Linked DNA regions of Mus musculus: region 1 is linked to region 2. A link is a contact called in public promoter capture Hi-C data. All regions are on one chromosome and are shown on one strand. The core of a region is the stretch at or near the end of the contact, and the rest is flanking DNA. Distances in the headings are between cores, read along the strand shown.

What was found. Promoter capture Hi-C pulls out the DNA fragments that hold promoters and counts their contacts.
Region 1: a contact with region 2 is called in a promoter capture Hi-C map of liver, with 4 times the contacts expected there. The contact joins the promoter of Mgst1 here to the promoter of Hebp1 in region 2. A contact is called at or near these places in 2 of 39 promoter capture datasets (the 3T3-L1 cell line and liver) and 1 of 484 Hi-C or Micro-C datasets (liver).

The regions. Positions count from the first base shown.
Region 1 is chr6:138,138,444-138,142,569 of GRCm38.p6, reverse strand. Mgst1 (microsomal glutathione S-transferase 1) reads right to left here and starts at 2,043. Exons shown (of 4, transcript NM_019946.5): 1 at 1,964-2,043.
Region 2 is chr6:135,165,107-135,169,596 of GRCm38.p6, reverse strand. It overlaps Hebp1 (heme binding protein 1), which reads left to right and starts at 1,382. Exons shown (of 4, transcript NM_013546.3): 1 at 1,382-1,577. The coding sequence starts at 1,500. RefSeq lists an enhancer at 3,669-3,942.

The DNA.
Region 1 (4,126 bases), core at 794-3,293, 3.0 Mb before region 2:
TGAGATCGAGTCTCACAATGTAGCCCAGATTAGCCTCAAACTCACTGCATGCCTACCCCAGCCTCTCAAGGGCTAGGGTTCCAAGCCTACATCCTCACATCCAGTTTCTTGACTTCATGTGCTGTTCATCACTAGCATAGCGACCTGCCTGAGAAGCCAAGGAAGAACACTGAGTCCCAAGGCAGCAGGACAAAAGCCATGGAAGGACAGCGGAGGGGTGCTAGGGGCAACTGGGGCAGAAAGGAGGTAAAATAGAGGTGAGAAAGACAATAAGAGCCAAAGGTAGAAACTCCGATGCTGAACTCAGAAACTCCAGAGTTGCTCAATGTCTAGACTCCCTACTCCAAGCCCAGGAGCTAGAACATCAACCCTGCCAAGGCTGATGAGCCTCTTACCCTCAACCCTAAGGGGACCAGAACTTGAGGCCTGTAGAAGATGCAGCAGTAGAGGGTACTACCTACAGTTTGCTATGACCTCATCGCAGCCGGAAGCTGCGGATAACAAAAGTGGCCAAGTGTCAAGTCTCAGGTTCTGATGGCTAAACCTTTCTCTCAAGATCCTAAAACAGTGGGGTTCTGTTTTCCAAAGTGTTTGTAGCTCAGTGCCTGGCCTGCTAGTCCACCCTCTAAGCCCTAGGCCCTCCCTCTCCCGGGACAATCACCATCACACAAGGGTCTCTTCACCTACCCAGGATGCCTGTCAGGAGAGAGCAAAGGGATGCCCACCAGTTGACTGAAAACAGCTTGGGATGAAAGACTCCGACACAGAAACCATTTTCTTCTACTTTGAAGGAAAGAAGCTTGAGTAGGGTATAAATAAGGCCAGGTGGTACAATGGAGACTGGAGACCCCACCTGCCTGTCTCTGGAGCCCTGTCATCGCCGACCTGTATAGTTCCTGGACTCACAATTCCATTCTAGGAATTGTGGGGTGCTGTTTTCTCATTTCCTGGAAGCTTCTCCTGTAACTCCTGTTGTCATATTTTGCCCCAGTGCTATCTGCAGTTGAGAAATACTCCTCTTTCTCCTCATGGGCCCTCAGCCAAGAAAAAGCAAAGTTCTTTTCTTCTCAAAACTGTTTGCCCTATCTGCATCAGTATTGTGAAACTTGGAAAATCTGGGCACACAGCCACAAGGCCATGACTCTTCAATTTTCAATGGATCGAAAGCAGCAAACACATTTGTTGTGAGGACAGAAAAGAGGGCTGCAACAGAGGAAGAACAGAAATACACACATGATCAGAGTCCCAGGCACCTTCCCTACAGCCTCAGTGGGGCCAGACTACAGTGGCCACAGGGGAGGGCGGCTCTGGGGAGTAGCTGCCCAAGGGCTGCGCCCTCAGGTCTTTGGTCATCAGGCTACAGTCACAACAGAGCACGCTCTGCTGCTCTGCTAAGTCTGTAAGTCATATGATATCAAAAGTACCAGTGTAAAGACTTGTAGAGATTTCTCTTGCCTACCACAGGAGAATCTAGAAAAGCAAACAACTTTTCAACAAGTTGAAAGGCCTGCATGTCCAAGTCACCCGGGACACTGTAGGGTTTTACTCCCTGGGAAAGGACAGAAGTTGCTGAAACCGCAGTGACTTCTCATCTTGTTACAACTTGCATGTATTTTTTTTCCCCTCCCCTCAAGATCAAGAGACCCTTTCAAAGGGAATGCTACTTGGGCTTGAAAATAAGAAATAAGAAAACCATCTCTTAAACATGAAAAGACTCGTGCTCCCAAGTTTCTTCTTGGAGTTTGAGAAAGGAAAACTTAATGCAGGAACAGAAAAGCACAATTCTCATTTAGAGCGGGCCACAAAAATGGGGGCGGGGGGTGGTCATTTAAACAACTAAAGGGAACAAAGGCTTTTCAAACAGGCACAGCCACTCTCTAGCCTTACACCTGCCACCCACCGGCCCCTTGCACCCACCCACTCCTAGCCTGGGAGCAGCACCGTGGCCGTGCGCAGCACCCACCTGAATCCAGGGAGAAGGGCTGCAAGTTGTCCTGCCGAGCCTGTGCACTTCTGGGACTTTTCACCAACAGGACCCGCGCTGGCACCGCCCTTTTTCAGGCTATTTTTCTATTAATCACCCCGCCTCCTGACCGTGCCAAGCCCCGCCTTCGGAGCTTGCCAAATCCCACCCCTGAATCGCCCCGAAACTGCTGTGGCTGGTGAGGGTCTTTCTCTGCTAAGGATCTTGGCAGTTCTGTTCCGGCTCCGGAAGAAGGGAAGCAAGGAAGGGGTTGCTAACTTTTATGTCGCTGGAAACAAAAAGACCTTAGTGTTGAATTTGGAAAACCTAAAAAGAAAATGTTTTAAGGAAATGTAAATCTCGGGGGAGGGGCTCTATTGCTGTGAATACCTTCAGGGTGCAAAGTGAAACCTGCGAAATTATGAGTCTGTTAGGCAACTAACTTGTTTCACAGTGACTTAGGAAAGTGTTGCAAGGGGGCAGGGTCGTTAGGGCAACATCAAAGCTATTGCACATCACAGAGCCCCACAGTAATGGCCAAGCTCCAGCTCTGAGAGCTCTAAGGTTGATAAGTTCCCATCTGCAACATTTCACTCGGGAACTTTACCAGTTTACACCTGTGCCCCACATTGCTCTGAGAATCAATCAGTCTTTCTCTTTTCTTTTCTTTTCTTTCCTTTTCTTTTCTTTTCTTTTCTTTTCTTTTCTTTTCCTTTCTTTTCTTTTCTTCCCTCCCTCCCTCCCTCCCTCCCTTCTGTCCTCCTCCCTCCTGTCCTCCTTCCCTCTCTCTCTCTCTTTCTTTCTTCCTTTCTTTCTATTCCTTCCTTTCTTTTACACGATTATTCTCTTTTTTATTTCTTCATTTTCCTCCTCTTCGTCTTCTTCCTCCTCCTTCTTCAGTATGAACCACTTAATTTTCTGAGTTTTAGCTGGGTGCCTCTTTGGTTTGGTTTTATTTGTCGTTTTAGAGAGGATTTTGTTACTTAGCCCTGTCTGGAACGCGTGGTACACACTAGTCTGTACACAAACTTATGACCATTCCTGCCTCAGCCCCCAAGGGCTAAGATTTTTCTCACCAGGACCCACTCTGATTCTGACTTTCAAGATTCAGTAGACAGTTCTATTTTATATCCCTTCCAAAAACTAAAAGGAATTAAGAAGCAATGTGCTGACCCAAGCTGAAGTCAGTCAGTCCTGAAGATGGTTTCTTTAAAGGCATGATTGGTAGAACATCTGAAAAGAGTGTTTGGTCGACCTTTTCATTTCAGTTGAAAACATTGTTCAGTTCCTCTCTGGGGCCACACCAGAACACTGAGTGCAGTGGAGCAGAGCTTTCTGAATTTCCTTGAGAGCGGTTAGTACTGCAAGGACTTAAAGAGCTCTTCATTTACACCAAGGAAGACAGCACAAATCCTGAAGGCAAGATTACACAGAAAGGTGCACAAAAATTCTTAACTCTTATCTTCGGAAAGCCAGTGGGAAAACAAGGGCACACTTTTACAAAGAGCATCTCAGTCATCTAATGATCTCATTGAACTTTGTCCAAACTATCGGCTAGTTAATCAATACATAAAGGGTTTCTGCTGTAACGCCCTACTAATTATTGACCATCTGGTAAATGTGATTTTACGTGTGCATATAGCAGAAAGATCTGTTGCTGTCTTTAGTATAATATGAGCATTTGCTTGTAATAGATTTAATTCAGCAAACACTTTAGTGAATGCAAGATACTTGGTTTGATGATGAAGTTTAAAGCTAAAGGGGGGCTATACCCCAGCGTTGTGGGTGCAAGCACAGCTTTTCCCTTCCTCTTGCATCCTCGGTGTGCTTTAGATGACTGAAAAGGATAAGTATTATTGTTTAGCTTGTCTTAGTTTGAGTAAAAAGGATTCCAATTTTTAACCTTTCTCCTTATCACCCTTTTAACCCTAAGGGGGGAAAAAATCTCTCAGAGAAACTCCCTCCAAACTTTAAGACAAATAGTCCTCTGGTAACTAGAAAAACAGTGTGTGTGTGTGTGTGTGTGTGTGTGTGTGTGTGTGTGTGTGCCTGTGTGTGTCTGTGTGTGCCTGTGTGTGTCTGTGTGTGTCTGTGTCTGTGTGTGTACATGTGTGTGTGCATGTGTGTGTTTTTGTGGCAGATAAAGCATGCAGAGGGATGGTC
Region 2 (4,490 bases), core at 133-2,632:
CAATGGACACACAGTCACATTCCATCACTTAAGGCAGGGACCCAGAGGTGGGAACTGAAGCAGACCCCGTGGGGAAGTCCTGTTTAGTGGCTTGCTCCTTAGGTCTTCTTGCTCAACCTACTTTCTTAACAACTCAGAACTGCCTGCCATGGGGCAATACCATACACAGTTGAATGGAACCTCCCATCTCAGTCATTAATCAAGAAATTGCCCCCGCAGACTGGCTAACAGGTGATCTGATGCAGACAAGCTCTCGATGGAGGTTCCTCTTCTCAAATAACACTTGTTTGTGTCAAGTTGACCAGGACAGATAGCATATAAAGCAATGGGCTTCACTATGACAGTTTATGTATATATCATTTGCATATCATTTGCATATGCATTTTGCTCCTATTCAGTATCTTCACACCATTCCCTCAACCTCCCCACCCCCGTAAGATGGGTACATGTACAACTGTGATACTAGGACTGTGTGATGTGTGTAGATTTAGTATCTAGTACCCTAATAATATCTGTGATACTATTATGTGGTGTGTGTATATTAATGATCCTAGAGTGTACTAGAGTACAGGTAATATTTACAAAGTACTTGGCAAGAAACAAACACTCAAATAAAATAAATCCTGACAAAATCGGTTAGGTTATAAGGGGACTGAACGAGCTGTTGTTTGGGCAAGTAGTGTGAAACTTGTGATTAATACACTGTTGGGACTGGAGGGATGGCTCAGCTCTTAAAGACGCACACTGCCTTCAGAGAGGATCTCAGTTCTGTTCCTAGCACCCACCTTTGGGACCTCCTGTGATACTAGCTCCCAGGGGAATACAACGCACCAGTGTGCGCGCACACACCTTAAAGTAAAACCATTTTTAAATGCACTGTAGAGCTTGTTATGGTGACGCACTCCCATAATCCTCAGCTCGGAGGAAGCTGAGACAGGAAGACAGCAGAGTTCCCAGCCACCCTGTTTACAATAGTGAGTTCTGGGCCAGCCTGGACACTGAGACCCTGCCCAACAAACTAAAAAGACAAAGTTAAAAAAGAAAACAGTAAGAAAAAGGTTAAGAGTGGCTTTTCCATCCCCTTAGAAGATGAAGCCAGGAGTGACAGTGATCACTTGCAAGCCCAGTGCTCCAGAAGCTGAAGCGGAGGGATCCTCAGGCCAGCGTAGGCTGCATAGCAGGACCCTGTCACAAAAGAACGAACACGGTTTGTTTTTAATCATCTGTGAGATGCAGTGAGGTAGGAAGAGGGTGACTAAGGAAAGTATACACAAAGTGGGGTGCTACAGGCTTGAACCAGCTCCGCACCCAGGAGACTGGGCTCACGTGGGTGGAGTTTGGGGGACGCTGCCCAGGCCACGCCCGGTGTCGCCCAGTGGGCGGAGACCGCCGCAGCCCCGCCCCAATCGCCTGTCTACTCACGCGCTTACTGCCCCTCGCCCTGTGGACCTTACTGCCAGTGAGTGTACGCTCGATCGGCCAGACCCCACGGCGTCACCATGTTGGGCATGATCAGGAACTCACTGTTCGGGAGCGTGGAAACGTGGCCTTGGCAGGTTCTAAGCACCGGGGGCAAGGTAGGCCGGCAGGGTGTAGAGGACCTGAAGGAGGACTCTGCGCGGCCGTCCCCACCCTGGCCGGGGCTGAAACTGGTGCCGCGGGGCCATGGGTGGGACTGTGACCGAAGCTGCATTCCGGCTGGGGCCGCCCTGTACTGCCCGGCGCTTGCTCTGGGAAGGAGGGGAAAGAGCAGTCTGGCTCAGCCAGACCACTGACGCGGAAAAGGATCCATCTTGGCGAGTGGGACACTGCCTGTTGCGTGCATCTGTCCATTTAAGCATTCCAAACCGTCTGAACTCCCCCCCCCCCTCTTAGGGCAGAGACCCACTCTGTCCCAGGCTACCCTGACACTGGCTGTGTAACCTAGATTAGCCTCGAATTCTGTCGCAATATTCCTCCCACTTCAGCCTTCCCAGAGTTGGGACTACAGGCATGACCCACTACGCCTGGCTACATTCTGAACAATTTTGTGAGAGACACATGGTTGCAGCAGGCATATCTGCTAGGGAGCCATAAGGGGCCCTTCAACCTGTGGGCTGCTAAGCTCCGCTTGTGTGGGAGTTCCCAGGCAAGTGCCTGTGCAAAGGCTCAGAGCTGCACGGTTGCAACTGCTAGTGCTGGATGCATGGAGTGAGCGAGGAGACTTAATCACCTTGGTCTACCAAATTTGCATCGGCACCAGAGGGGCATCAGGACACCCGGTCAGCTTTCATGAAAGTTAGGAGTTTGGGTACTCGGGTATAATCTTGAAGGCATGTATTTGATTATTGGTTGGTTAATATTGGGAATTAAACCTAGAGCCTTGTGCAAACCAAGCCGAGTATTTTGCAACTCATCTGCTCCCTCAGCCTGACATATATTTTATCTCAGGACACTCTCTTATTATAATGATTCTGGATAAAAGGCCCGTGTTACCTGGGGGCCAAGGTCTGGAACCTACTACACTGAACCTCACACAAAGCCCACAACTCAACTTTAGTCTAGACTCAGCCCTCCAGAGTTCTGTCAAGCCATCCTTCCCCCTCTCAGGGGCTCCTCAGTTGTGTGTAGAACAAGCAATTGAAGCCCTGATCACGCAGGGACACGAACGAGTTCAAAGACAGATAATGAAAAGGAGTGAAATGGGCTGGTTAGATTATACAGCCTGGTGGCAACTGAAGCGTGCTGAAAGTTGAACTTCCCCAGGACTAGTGTTGCCAAATCTTTAAGGAACTCCAGATACCCAAGTTCTCTGTAAGAAATCCCCCAATTAAAGAGTAATTAACAAATAACACTTTTTGTGCAGGCCGTGTAGCTGGAAAATGAGGATTAAGGGTGGACAAAACCAAACTAGATACAGTGGTTCATGTCTGCCATCCCAGAACTCAAGAGGCAGAGGCAGGAGGATTGCCACAAGTTTGAGGCCAGAGTGGGCTCTGTGTGAGTTCCAAGCTGGAGCTCTATAGCAGCAGAGTAGGTGAGTCTATGTCACAGTTCTGCCTTTGTGAAGCTTAGGCTCCTATAGCCAATGAGCAAATAAGAAATACACACTGTGGGGCCAGGGAAACGGCTCAGCGGCTAAGAGTGTGCACTGCTCTTGTAGGGGACGTGAGTTCAAGTCCCAGCCTCCACATCAGGCAGCTCACACCAAAGTGTGAGTTGCCTGCTGAAAGACTTATAGTGTAGTTAGTAGTTACCTCACTAAGTGTTTATTAAACCAGGCATGGCTGCAATCCCAGCACTCAGAAGTGGAGGCAGGAGGGTTGTAAGTAAGTTATTTAACATCTCAGCTACCCTAGCCCCCAGGTTCTTCAACCGTAAAGGGGAAAGAACACTCCCTCTGACAAGCTATTAAATATTCAAAGATAAGTGTAAGCTTTGTTTTTTTACATAGACTTGGGTGGGCTGTTGCAATTCTAAGGAGAATCTCTCTCTCTCTCTCTCTCTCTCTCTCTCTCTCTCTCTCTCTCTCTCTCTCTCTCTCTCTCTCTCTCTCTCTCTCATAATTATCTGCTTTATCCTACAAAGAGTCTAGGTCAGATTCTGCCATCTATACCCCTGGCAGGTAGAAGGCACACTTCAGGGGCCCCATGCCAGACAGGCTTCACAATATCCATGTGTTCAAGACTGATTCCAGTCCAACCTTATCAGGCTCTTCATTGCTCAGGGAGGGAGGGATGGGGAGCCCTCTGTGCTTAGTTGGGTGGGTCTTGAGAATGCTTGGGACAGGGCTGATAGGAATGACTGATGTCATTCGGCCCAACCTATGCAAATATGTCCAGACCAACAGCCTGGGTTTGAGTCCTGGCCCCACCATCTGCCCACTGTGACCTGGACGTGGTACCTAACCTCTTACTCCCCAATAGCTCTAAAGATGAAGGCTGAGGCACTAACACCGTGGGCTTGTTGGAGGCAGCGATGGATGACTGAATTCACGTTAAGTGTTTCAAGGAACAGCAATGCATAGAAAGTCCTCTTAACAGTTGCTTCTTATCAGAAAACAGCCTTCTAAACATCATCATATGGACTACAAGTAGCCTGAAAAACAAAAAACAAAATGACCATAAAGAGGACTTGAATAGCCCAGAGCAAGAGACATTCTCTTAAGGCCTTTGGAGTTTGACCCTCACCCAGTTTGCACCAATTGTGAAATATTGGCTCTTGAGAGCCTCAGCCACTGGGAGGTGGGGGAGAGGACGGCTGCTGTTGTGTTCCACGGAACAGGAGAACGCTCTGGTGTGATTGATGTGAATCAGCACTGTTCACACAGGTGGCTGGTTCTTCCACTTAGATAATACATCCATATAGAGCTCTGTATAGAATTGGTAGTTTTCTAGACAGCATCCATTTTTCTTTCTTTCCTTCTTTCTCTCTCTCTCTCTTCCTGTCTTTCTGCTTTTGCTTTCCGTTTTTATGAAATAGGATCTCCTATAGCCCAGATTGAACACTTG